2 separate regions of the Mus musculus genome follow, and region 2 is linked to region 1. The links are chromatin contacts, called in public Hi-C maps. All regions are on one chromosome and are shown on one strand. Each heading gives the region's core, a stretch centred on a gene start, on an enhancer-like site or on the middle of the called end of the contact. The rest is flanking DNA. Distances are from core to core; before and after follow the strand shown. Region 1 holds the start of 4930517E11Rik (RIKEN cDNA 4930517E11 gene). Region 2 has its middle 11 kb from the start of 4930583P06Rik.

Evidence for each region. A called contact is a pair of places that touch in the nucleus more often than the background predicts.
Region 2: a contact with region 1 is called in a Hi-C map of cerebral cortex, with 2.2 times the contacts expected there. The contact joins the enhancer-like site here to the promoter of 4930517E11Rik in region 1. A contact is called at or near these places in 1 of 39 promoter capture datasets (the 3T3-L1 cell line), 4 of 484 Hi-C or Micro-C datasets (the N1E-115 cell line, cerebral cortex and nephron progenitors), 1 of 115 datasets of contacts at active chromatin or transcription factors (pancreatic cancer cells) and 3 of 9 other capture datasets (adipose tissue, liver and pancreatic islet).

Annotation. Positions count from the first base shown.
Region 1 is chr2:124,125,046-124,131,818 of GRCm38.p6, forward strand. 4930517E11Rik (RIKEN cDNA 4930517E11 gene) reads right to left here and starts at 4,911. Exons shown (of 3, transcript NR_040611.1): 1 at 4,887-4,911; 2 at 288-378. It also overlaps a transcript of Sema6d not described here.
Region 2 is chr2:124,230,299-124,236,750 of GRCm38.p6, forward strand. It overlaps a transcript of Sema6d not described here. Among named protein-coding and RNA genes, the nearest start is that of 4930583P06Rik, 11 kb to the left of the region's middle. Within about 2 kb of position 4,708, at least 36 of the 459 cell types and tissues checked have an H3K27ac peak or open chromatin away from gene starts, as enhancers often do. A contact at or near this core is called in the N1E-115 cell line and cerebral cortex, where this site is marked.

The DNA of each region.
Region 1 (6,773 bases), core at 3,661-6,160:
AAACATGTTTCCTAATTGTTAGACTCTAGGGAAACATCCCGGGGCAACTTTTTCCAATGAACCTTCAGAAGGAGACACCTTGATCTCAGAAGTCTGGTGACCAGAAAACTCTATCCAATAAATCTTGCAACTTGTAGCACTTTGCTGACAAATGCAGGAAACAAAAGCAATTTTTTATGAAGATTTAGCCCTCAAAAATAAAAGAAAGCCTCAAAGCTTAGAGTGTCTCCGAGTGGTAGCAGTAGCTGTCACAAAGATCACAGACTGGCACTTGAGCACTTACTTACAGTCTCTCACTCAGAATCAGTGACGTCCTTTTAAATTCACTGTTGTCAAGTCTTCCAAGAAGATCCACAGAGGAGTTTTTCGATGTGGACACTGACAGAAGAGGGCAGCAATATGGGTGGCAAAGGGAAATGTCAGAATAAGGGGATGTTACTGCAGAGGCAAAAAAAAAAAAAAAAAAAAAAAAAAAAAGGTAAATCAAATAAGCCCGCTCTACCTGTAAATCCAGGAGTTACATTTACAGGACAATAGCTTTCCCATGCTGTCTACACTTTTACTTACCAGACAGAATGATCTACTTTATCTACCAGCTGAGAGAATGTGCACAGGCGAAGCTAATCTTTAAGCCTACTCCTCAAACCTGAAGGGTTACATGGAACCACCTGACAGGCGATGACAACATGCAAGCTTGATGTTGGAAAACTGGCCATGTGTAGCGCAGTTCAAAGCACCAACTTCAATATAAGACCTTTCCAGGGCACGGCCACGGGTGATGGAAAATGAAAGTCAAAGGGAGAAAATGGAAAGAACTCACATTTCAGTATAACCCATAAGAAGCTCCGGGGGGAGGGGGGAGGGAAATGATAAATCTTTTTGGAAGAAAAATTTAGGAGCCTAAACATGACAGAATGATTTTAAAAAAATGCCTCTTCAAGTGTAATCTATTGTAGAGATAAGACTAATTTACAAATTAAAATAATATGTTTTCTGTTAATTTTTGAAAACACGCTCATTTCTAAGTAAAAAGTTAGACTAAAAAGGTTCACAGTAAGTGGAGCAGCATGGTTCATCATGAAAGAAAATATAGTTTAAGACTTTGGCTGTTCTTATATAATGTAATTTTATAGAGAGTATTAAATATTATACATAAGTGATTAAACATAGTAAAATAGAGCCTTGAAATATTTCTTTAAGGAAATGTCAATTATTACTTTGAAGATTAGTTTTAACAGGTTTTAACATTGATGGGATAAAAAAAAATCAAAGAAGATAAACAGTCTTTGTAAATATTTTTCCTATAACTAAAATCAGCAAAATTTACAAGGGAATGGTCAGCGCTTGGGATTGTGGGTAAATGTGTTGCCTCTGGGTCTGCCTTTCAGTAATAAAAGATAAAATATAGGGGGAACAGGATGGGGAACAGGGCAGCCGGTAGCAGCCAACATTATACACATAGTCCTTAGTGGCCTGATGCTGAATAAAATATGAAGGTTGTCCATAAAGTTTTCAGTACATTTTTTTCAGTGACTAAATCTGTTGACAAAGCAAACCTTCCATGCCCCAGCTTAAATTTGCATCTCATTTATTCATCCAATATGCATAATTGAACTCCAGGTATTAGGATCTAAGAATACCAAAGGAGACAGAGGAAACCCCACTCTCAGTGACCAGTGACAATACCACTGTGGTGGACTCTTCTGTGTCTTTGTTAATTTAGTACTCAACCAGAGGTACATTTTTAAAAATAGTAAGACGGGTTTAACTACACTGAAGAACTCCAGTGGCAAAGGCTATCTGAGTTGTCTGGCTCCGGTTGGAGATCAGGAGGAAGCCTTCTTGGTCCTCTGGACTCATTTTGTCTGTGTACTTTAGCTGATATATTGTTTGCCATATGTTCTCACTATGGGTATAAAAATAGAAGGCTCGTAGACTAAGCCCAAGCCATAGAGGGAATGGAAGGGAGGGGGAGTTAAGTGGCAAGAACATGGAACCAGCTGGAAAATGTGCAGCCTCTGCAAGGAAGCCTCTGAGAGGCTGGTGAGTGACAAAGAGGTAGGAGGCATGAGTGTTTGACCCCATAGGGGGTGAGTACATCAGTCCTGTTCTGAACAGACATCTCCATGGACTGCTCTTATTTCTGAAGGCTTCACATCATAGGTCATTCCTGGAGGACGTCTGTTCCTAAATGTGCTTTGTGAAAGACTACTTCCATTAAATACTGGTCCAAGATATGCAGCAAGTCCCCTGGTGAAGTAGCATGTGTCAGTCACAGCCTTGAAGGAAATGCAACTTACTCAGATGGTTCAGAGGTTCTGAAACGTGTGTGTGTGTGTGTGTGTGTGTGTGTGTGTGTGTGTGAGAGAGAGAGAGAGAGAGAGAGAGAGAGAGAGAGAGAGAGAGAGAGAGGCAGAGGCAGAGGCAGAAAGAGAGAGAGAGAGAGGTGTATGAAAGACCTTATCACAAAGCACATAAGATGTATAAAGGTTGCAGAAGGATACTAAGTAAAATGAAATCCAACCAACGAGACAATTTAAAGCAATTTTGCATAAAAATAAATGTGTGTCTTTATTAATCCATATTTAAGTCCGTGTGGGGTGTCATATCTAGCATAGTGTTTCTGTAATGGAGGCAAACAGCACCTCGTGACACATGAACACCTGTAATGAGATGTGAAAACATCAGTCACAGCTGGGGTGGCAGGAGCACAGCTAGAGCTGCTGCTCTTACCTACATTCATAGCCAAAAAGGGGCTGCATTTCTTGTAGAGGTTGATAGAAATATGTCATTTCTGTACTGTTCAAGTTTGTACTTTATTTTTTCTTGTCTGAGGTTAGAAGCCTTTCTACTCATAGAGGTGACAGGTCCAAGGACTCTGGAAGAATCTATAGGAAGAGACTTTTGAGGAAGCCTTGCTTCAGGGGAGGTATCAGGGTTATAATAAAATCCTCAAAGAATGCTAAAGCATCTGTGTGTAACAGCAAGGAAGCCCTGAGCAGGGTGGCTGATGTGAGCCGTGGAAAACTGTGTCCAGGGGACCTGGAAACACAGTGAGGACCTACTCTCCAAGCCATAGCTATAAACTAGCCAACATTTGTTAAAGAATTGCTCTCAGTGCAGCCAAATGATGAGAAGAAAATCTGACCTCCTTCCCTTTAATTTCCTCCAGTGTCTCTTGTTAGCCAAGATCTGCATGGGGGTCACCTCTGGAGCCAGGGTTATTTTCCAAGGAACACAGATCAGCATGGGGTCACCTCTGGAGCCAGGGTTAGTCTCCAGGGGACCCATGAGAGGCCTTCTATTCCAGGTTCTTAATTCATTATACCAATATTTGCCAGTATATTAGCAGATTAATTATTTTGGTTATAGATAGAAGACACCAATAGAGAAGGAAGTTTGGGGTGGGTGGGGATCAACACCATGGCTCTCAATAAGTCCTGGTTCTCAACCCTGTTGAGCTGAGTTCAATCCCTCTGACCCTCATAGTAGAAGGAGAGAACAAAATGTCCACAGTTGTGAGATATACATATGCCTGTACATACACGCATGCACAAAATAAACTATAAAGAGGAAAAAAAAAACAGAATGAAATTGGGTGATTGTGATTGCTTTTAGAATGGATCCCAGATTCTAATTAGGAATGTGGTTTTTGGAAAGGAATATCAAGGCCTATTTCTTGAATGTACTGGGAGCTGGATGTGTCAATGCCCATCTGTAACCCCAGGATTCTGACATTTTTTTAAAATCAGATTGAGTGTGTGTTTGTGGGGGAGTTATAGATGCCCTTAAATCCAGAGGGCACTAGATTACCTAGATTAGGAGTTACAGGTGGCTGTGAGCAGACCAGGGTGGGTTTCAGAAACCAAACTCCAGACCTCTGAAAGAGCAGCAAGTTCTCTTAAGCCCTAAGCCATCTCTCCAGGCAACAATTCCAGCATTTAGAAAGCAGAGGAAGGAAGATCAGGAGTACAAGGTTATCTGTGGCTACATAGCAAGTTTGAGGTAAGGCTGGGTTAACTGAAACCCTGTCAGAAAACCACAGTCTAAGACTGTGTTTGAGACTATGCAAGTTCAAAGCAAGGGACATGACACCTTGCCTGGTTCTGTGTGCTGTAGTGGAGCATTGCCTTACAGTGATGAACAAGCCCATGCTGACCCATTGGAAAATGAGACACTCTGTGGATCAGTGCCAAGCCAGATCATTTGTCCTAGGCAAGGTCCTAGACAAATGGAAACACAACCAAGATCACTAAAGCTGATGTACAGAAGACCTCAAGCCAACCACAAATCCATCAAGAAGTACAGCCGAGATGAGAGTATTTTGGATCTACACAATCATGAGTTGCATAAATGGATGGTTATTTTCAGCCATTACTTTTTAAGGCAATTTGTTATTCAGCAGTAGCTAATTGATACAGTGAGGTATCGAATAGAATTCTATAGAACCCTGTGGTAGTGCATGATACTAAAATAAATGTGGGTAGCACGAGGCACCAAGTTCTGTTCTTGAAAACTGAAAGCAGTGTTTGATAGGAAAGTGCCCGTGAATGGAGCTAAAATGTCAACGTTGAACATTTCAATTTGTGTAGGGCTAAGGCTGAAAAGAATAATAACAGATCAGGCACAATACATTAGTAGAGCAATAGCCACCATCTACCTACATATAATAAGAAAAGACTATTCAAAAATCTACTCTTTGTTTGCATTTGGTCTTTTTTTAGACCATTTAAACCCATGCCTTGCTATGTAGTCCAGTCTTGCATTTCTCTGTTCCCTCTGACTCGTTATTCTCCTCTCTCAGCCTCCAGAGTGCAGGAGTTAACAGGCATCTACCACCATGACCAGCAAACAAATTCATTCTAAAGTTTCATATATTTTGTTACCTGCATTCTTGCATGTGGACACACCATGGAGATAGAACTTAGGCCCCTGGAAGCTCTACCCTCCAATAGAATCTTATTGAATGGGCAGGAATCTTATGGTGATGGACAGCCTCTTACAGCTGTGAAGAAAGTGGTGTCTTATGGAGACACTTTCAGAGTCACATGCACTGATCTAAGCAATGGTGGCTCTGCTACAGATATGTAGCCAGCCATTTGTGTATAAAGGAAAAATATCTATATATAAGATGCAGGATTACAAGGGTGTTCATCTGCCTGGGAGACTCCCAGATTAACCTAGTGGTTGCTCAGTGTATTGCAGTCTTTTTGCTACAGCACGAAAGACATGTGACAAGGTGAATAGATGTTTCTGTGATACAAATCACTGTGGGTCTGGGTAGATGGCTAACTTGGCAGTGTTTGCCTTGCCAGCCCGAGGACCTTAGTTCAATCGCAAGGATTATGTAAAAGTTCAGTGCACTGGTGCAGGTTTGCACTCTTACCACCAAGGAAATAAGACGAACAGGCAAGAGGATCTCTGGGGCTCAGTGGCCAGCCAGTCTAACCTAATTAGTGATGTCTAGCTCAATGAGACCGTGCCTGTAGGACAGGCAATTACTCCTTCCCCGGTGCTTGTGACTGGTGGCAGCTTCACTGGCTGTTTCCTGTCCAGGTTCATCTCTGAGGATAATAAACAGTTGTCATGGCTGTTTGTGAAGGTTTAATGAGATAATGGCCCTTAGTTTAACACCAACAAGCTTTGACAAATGATGATCTTATTTCTCTTTTCTTGATTTAGTCTGGATCAGCTCCTGGTTGGAGTAAGTACTATGTAAAAAGAAATCAAAGATTGAAGGACACCATTAACTTGCTGGCTTCTTACGTGCAGTCCAGCACTTCCTTTTTGAGGGCTCTGGCACGTATGAGATTATCAGGTGAAGTGATTCTCACACTGAAAAGCTGAGAGTAGGGACCACAGGGAGTGGGGTGCAGACAGGTGGTGTTCTCCTGAGGAAATTTAGGGAAGGGGTAAAACCAAGATGAAAGGGAGGAAGGAGATTTGGCAAGTCCTACTTGCTTGAGTTTCCTGGCCAGCAGCCATTCCTCTAGGGTGCCCAGATGGGCCCTTCAACAGAAGGGACAAACCACGTGCTTCACTATTTGACCCAATGATGACTAAACAGCTCTTTGAATCCATCATAGCTCTTAGAAAAATTCCCTTGCATATGGCAGGCTCACAGTAAGTGTTTAATGAATGATTTATTCAATTAAACAGGAAGGGCCCTGAGAGATCGTGTAATCCCAAACTGTTGCTTTACAGCTGGGAAACCAAAGCCTCAGCACTGTGTCACTGGAGAACATTTCCAAAAGAGTAGCACCAAGGTTGACTGACTACAGTAGGACAAGGCTTTCTGCTATGGCCCTGGGTGTGTGAGATGCCGTGGCTCCACTCCACAGAGAAAGCTGATTTCCTCCTACTACAGCTGTTTTCTTTCTCTATGATGAGCAAAACCTTCTTGGTATTTTTTTCTTGGATTTAGTACCAATGATCTATTTATTTTCCTAATTGAAAATACTGCAAGCATCAGAAGTAGTGTCCTGTCCCAAGGGCTCAGTATCTAATCTTCTACTGGTATGATGTCATCTAAGGTCTTTCTTTGTAGTCCTTGAGACATTGGGTGAAAAGGGGCTGAATTTCATGGTCATGGATCCATGTTAAATATTGATGAGGGTCAGTACATGTGCTTCAAGCCTGTGCTATACCACTTGTAGCATCTGGTCTTAGTGCAATAGCATGCTGCACCCACCCGTTTCCCTGCTGGCACCTCATACAGCTTCATTTCTGCTTGACCTCAGCATGAGCTGGCAGGACCAGCTGAATCCCTATCT
Region 2 (6,452 bases), core at 3,458-5,957, 110 kb after region 1:
CAGCCCCCTTGCCTGTGCTTGGCTGCTGGGTCTGTGTCTCCACTGCTGCTCCCACTTTGTGCCCTACAGTGTACCTCACTATTTGTTATATCAGTGTTCTGGCTCCTTTTTTCTTTAGAGTCTGGGCAGCTCCACAGCTTGTTCCACCATTCTGAATTTCTCTGTGAAGCTGGGATTGGAAAACAAACTGCACCATGTAATTATCCTTGCAACACTCTCCTCTAAGACTTCCAATTTAATAGAGTTGCCAAGATTTAAAAACATTAAAACAAAAATGAGCTTGTTAGAGTAGATTAGACTTCATAAATGTGTTCCTACTTTATTATGAAACATTGATTTCTGTGGTCACCTCCTCTAAATTATTGAAAGCTGGGGGGACTGCTTTAATCACCAAGAAGAAATGTCATCAGTCAACAGCTATAGAAGTTGGTGTGGGAGGGTGCATGGAGAGGAAGGGAGGGTCCACCCCAGCTGAGTAGTCAGTGGGGAACATCAGGGGAGACTCGTGTCCCTGCCCTGGTGCAGCTCTGATGATAGCCAGCCCAGTCTGGGATAGGAGGGGAAGTCTCCAGTGCTACATGGTATGAATAAACACTGGAACCCAAGATTACATAGCTGACATAGTCGTTCTTATTTCTAGGCCTTCACCCTCTAGTCTCTTAGGATCCCCACCATATAGTGAGGCATGAATGCTGGCCTCTCTCCCAGACTCTTACATGGATTAACCATCCCAAAGGAATCTGCACTTGTCTCTGGGCTCCTTAGAAATCACAGTAGTCAGTGTTGAGAAAGAAGAGCTCTTGAAGCTTCTTAACCATGACTTTGAAGAGTTGATCTGTGGCTGCAGCCAGCCAGTGTTACCTACAGCTGTTTGTCAGAGGGAGACCAAATAGCAGGCAGCCGCACATCTCAGCGGTATGTTTGCCACTCCTTGGTCATGTTCTTGTTCCTAGAGCACTAGTTGACTCTGAGGCTAAGTTCCTTGAGGTAGGCCCAGTGAGACAATGAGCTTCTAAAGGCAACAGCTTCATACTTTTCATTTGCTTGAAGAAAATGGTGATTGCCCAACCTCAAACCAAATCCCAACCTCTTCTGAAGCAGCCTGGCTCCTTGGACACACTTCCTGAATTTCTGGTTTCTTTAGCATATTTTCTCATTGCTATGGCTCACTTCTGCCCAGATTGTGTTTATTAAAAAAAGATCTCCCAGTGATAACAAAAACAATAGCAGCAGCCAGCCACCAAAAAATAGCTCTAGGAATGAAATTAACAATAGAGATGAAAATGTATATAATAAAACTTGTAAAACATAAATTAAGTACATTGAAGAGGATATAAAATATGGGAAGTCACCCAGCATTCACAGATAATAAGCGTCAGTGCTGTCAAAATGGCCACTTTCTCCTCCAGATTCAGCACAATTGTCTCAAAATGCCAGTGACATTCTTCACAAAACTACAAAATGCAAACATAGAATTTTTATGGCACCATACAAATACCAATAAAATTAATTAATTAGCTAGCTAATTAATTCTTAGTGGCCAAGCTAACTTCAACAAAAAACGATGAGACATCATTACTCCCTGATTTATGAGTATACTATGGGGTTAGCATAAAAACAGACAACATAGACAAATTGAGCAGAATAGAATCAAGTAGAAACCCACACACTTATGGCCAACTCTATTTTGAGGAAAGTGTTCAGAGTATTCATTGAAAAAAAAAAAACCCTAGTCTTTTTAGTAGCTAGATAGCTACATGTAGATAACTAAAACAAGACCATTCTATGTAACACTCTGCTACATGATACAGAGTGGGTTAGATATTTAAATGTGATAATTGAAAATATGAACTTTTTTTTTAAGAAAACATACAAGAGATATTTTAGAACCCGAGAATAGGTAAATTATTTGGACAAGGCAGATAACTTGGAAGTGGGAATCCATGGAAATAAAAAAGCTTCAGAACTGAAATGCAAACAGCAAAGGAAGAGACAGCGCACAAAATGGGAAGAATATTTGCAAAGAATAAATGTGTCAAAGAGTTGAGATCTGGAACACAAGAAAGACCTGAAAATATTCAACAGCACAAAACCAAACACCTAGTTTTAAAAGTGGAAAAGAGACCTAAACAGACACTTCTCAAAGGAAGATATGTAAATTGCTAGTGGGTATATGAGAAGCCCAATGTCACTCATTATTAGGGAAACCTGAGTCAAAAAGAGCAATGCCTCTCCAGCAACAAGGCTGAAGATAGCAAGTGCCAGTGAGGATGCAGGAAGATCAGTTAGTACAGCCATTATACAAAACATGAGAAAATGCTTCAAAACGGAAATAAAAAAAAATAGAGACAACATAGATTTCAGCATTCCCACTAGTGTATATATATATATATATATATATATATATATATATATATATATATATATATATATATATATTATGTTCCTTACAGCTTAGTTTACAGTATCCTGGACAGAAATATCAGAAATATCCTAGGTACCCATCATCTGAAGAAAAGATAAAGAAGAGATGATAGATGATGTACAGGACAGAAAAGAACTAAATCCTGCCATTTATTGACGCAGAGACTGACATATTATATGAAAAGAGGCAAGCATAGAATGGCGCAAAGCACACGATTTCTCTTATGTGGAATATTGTTATATACCATTTTGATGTTGAGAGTGAATTGGTAGTTATCAAAGATCTGAAGGAGTTTAGGGAAAGGGTAGGGAACATCCCATCAAAAGCAACTAAGCTACACTTACAAAGCAAGACTGTTTGGAGTGCTGTTGCATAGTAGAGTGTCTAGGTAGTATAAAGAACTATATTCCACAATATGACAAGAAAGGATTTTGAAACCTTTATTATAAAGAAGCAATACATGTTTGAAGTGGTAGATGTGCTTAAATTGATATGTAATATATACACATGATTATACATTGTATAGTACTCCTTTAATATTATAAAATATTTTATATATCCATCAAGATTAATTTAATACTCCAAGCAGAAAATGCACCAAAATGGCCCCTGAACTTTATGTGTGGTAACGTAGTTTTATCCTCATAAAAACTTTAGGAGATTCAAATTAATATTCTGTTTTACAGAAAAATGTGAGGCAGAAGTAACTGATCCAAAGTTACAGAACTAGGGAGTGCTGGATTTTTAACTTTGAGGCCATGTGATTTGATTTCAGAATCTAGACTCTGAACAAATTGAACTGTTTAGTTTCAACAACTTGACAAAAACTAGAGTAACCTGTAAGAGAGCGCCTCGGTTGAGCAATTGCCTCCATCAGACTGGCTTGTGCTTGGTGAATATTTGATGTGGGAGGCCCCCGTCTCCTGAGGTGCTGTTACTCTTTTGCAGGTGGTCCTGTATAACAAAGCAGGCTGGACCAGGTGTAGAAAGCAAGACCATAAAGCCCATAAGGAGTGTTCTTTATGTTTCAAGCTGGTGCTTTGGGTTCCTGTATTTGCTTTTCAAATAGACTCTAACCACCAAGCTAAAGCAAACTCTTTTCTCCCCAAGTTGGTTTTGCCAGTGTTTTATAACAGCAACAAAAAGCAGACTGGCATACCACTGTATGAACCCAATCTTCTACAGCTGAGTACTCATTACAATCCTAGAAGCCTAGCAAAATGTAGCCTTTGAGGGGGAGGTGTTGTTGGGGGAATGTTCTAGTTTCATTCTGTTGCTGTTTCAAAATTTCTTGACCGAAATAATCATAAGTGAGGCAACGGTTTAGTCTAATAGTTGTAGATCACAGTTTATTGTTGAGGGAAATCTAGGCAGGATCTTAAAGGCATGCCTGTACATCATTACATTTGACCGAAGAAATCACTCTATAGCCTTAAGTACAGTAGGAACCATTAAGGATGATGCGCTCTAGCTGGATCATGGCTATATTTCTTATATAGAGGAGGACCACCTACCTAGAGATGGTGCTGCCCGTAGTGAGCTGTATCTTCCAGGATCAGTTAGCAGTCATGAAAATCTCCCATAAACATGTCCATAGGCCAGTTTCTTCTAGGTAAGTCTTCAACTGAGGCTGTCTTATAAGATGACTCTAGACTGTTGAGAGTTACAGCTAACCAGGACAGGGGATCTCTGAATGTGAGCTTACCTTCCATATTACCCACATTGAGGACTAGGTAAATAATTACATGTAGGATGCTTTTTATATTTTTTAAATTACAAAGAGAGTGATCTCCAGTTCATGATGTTAAACCACAGGGCATGAAACGAGCTATGGTATCTTTTGAGCACTGGTATGAAGCCCACAATGAGGCCACGTCCTCACATCTCAGAAATCAAACAAAGCCTGGCATCCATAGTAGTAGCAGAACATTTACAACAAGGAAGTTGAAAAGCTATCACACAGACAGAAGTGAAGAGCACACCCGCCACGGAAAGGAATCTGACAACACTAAGACATGTGCTTTTGGGTCTGGGCCAGATCCAGCTGGGTAAGCTCCTTGAAGGTCATGCCTTAAGACTGTGCCTATTGTCTTGCTCTACATTGCCTTTGATTACACTTGGTCTAAACCAGACATTTCCCAAGGAATCTTGGTCACTAGGCATAAAACTGTTTTCATGGGGTTGAAACTTCAACTCCGGAACCAGCTTTGGCCAGTTCTGCGAATAATGTCAGCCTCACTCTATTGTATGGTCACAGTTTCAAAATGAGCACAGCGTGCAGAACTGCTTGACTCATGCAACACTGGGGGGATGGCTGAGAGCAGAGAAGGAAGGGTTGACGTGCTTGCTCCTGGGGCTGCTCAGGCTCGACCCTTAGGATGCCACAAATGGAGCAATGCTGTCTCCGTTCTTTATCACGGTGCCCTGCAAATGTGAGATTTTTTAATGGAAGCTGGATTTGTTTTCCCTGCCACCAACACAAGATGTATGCCAGTTCTCTGAAATGTTCCAAACAGGGCAGGCAGGCAGTCATCTCTCCTCACCAGGACTCGACTCCACCAGTCTCCCAATCCAGTGCTTTCTATGCCTTAAGCCTCACACCTATTTCCTGTATCCACCCCCTCCCCAAGTCACCACTACCCTCATTTGCTCTTTTTCCTGCATCTAGGGTACAAAAGATCGCAGCCATCTCAGAACAGTGTGTCTGAGGTCTGTGTGCTCCAGGCTGCATCTCAATAGGATCCAGGCACATCTGTCTGCACAGTAGGAGGACCGCACTCCAAAGTGCAAAAATAAAACCACAAAAGATCAAAAGAAAAGCATCGTAGGCAAGAAATTACCCTTATCTTTATCTCCACAGAATCCATCAAGCACAAGCATCTGAGAGATGGCAGGCAGCGAGATAACAAAAGAAGAGGCTGGGAGAGAATTAAAAGCAACCTCCCATCATTTGCCCTTCAGCAGGCAAGGTAGGGCCTGAAAGGCCCTAAGAGGGTACCCCACAGTCAGAGCCTTCACTGGGAATGGACCTGAGGAAAATAGATGACCTGCTGGTCATCAAGCCTTCCGGATGACAGCCTTGCAGGCAAGGCTAAAACAGGGAAGCAGTTTCACTTTCTTTGCAGGCAGGTTGGTTGTTTCTTCCCTTGCTTAGCATATGCACACTCTCCTCTTCCTGGGGTTTAAAGTTCTGCTTGGTAAAGTGTGAATAATCTTTATCTCTTTGTCTTGTAACTGTGCCTTCAGATTCCTGCATGTGGGCAAGGCCTGGACCTTCATGCTGACTTAAAAGCAATGTGTCTTTCTGTGTCTCTGCCTCTCCCTCTCTGCCTCTCTGTCTCTCTGCCTCTCTGCCTCTCTGCCTCTCTGCCTCTCTGCCTCTCTGCCTCTCTGCCTCTCTGCCTCTCTGCCTCTCTGCCTCTCTGCCTCTCTGCCTCTCTGCCTCTCTGCCTCTCTGCCTCTCTGCCTCTCTCCCTCTCTCCCTCTCCCCCTCTCTCCCTCTCTCCCTCTCTCCCTCTTACTCTGACAGCAATGTGTTCATAAATCAGCATCCAGACACTTGACTGAGTCAAATATTTATTCCTATATTTAATAGCATTTCTTTGTCAACACCCGAGTAATATTAAATGGAGGATTAGAAAGAGAATCCACCAACCTTTTTCAGAATTCTTTAGAAGATGATAGAACATGATCTGGGTCACTTAGGACCTGAAGTCTTTATAGCATCAAAGTTTCGATTGAATTGAGATAAAGGGATCAAAACTGATAAAGAAGTTTTAGGTCGAAGGTCAACACCATGTCACGATGATACTTAAAATACTTTATTCATATTAAAATGCCTAGAGTCCTGAATCTAGCACACCCCACATTTCTAGGGATCACTTTGGCATCAGCAACTCAAAAAACAAACAAACAAAACAAAAAACAAAAACAAAGCAAACCAGGCAGATCCTGAGAGCATCTGCCTTCTCCCATCAATCACTTTTAAAGCATTCTATTTCCTGGAATACTCAACTTTGTGGCATAT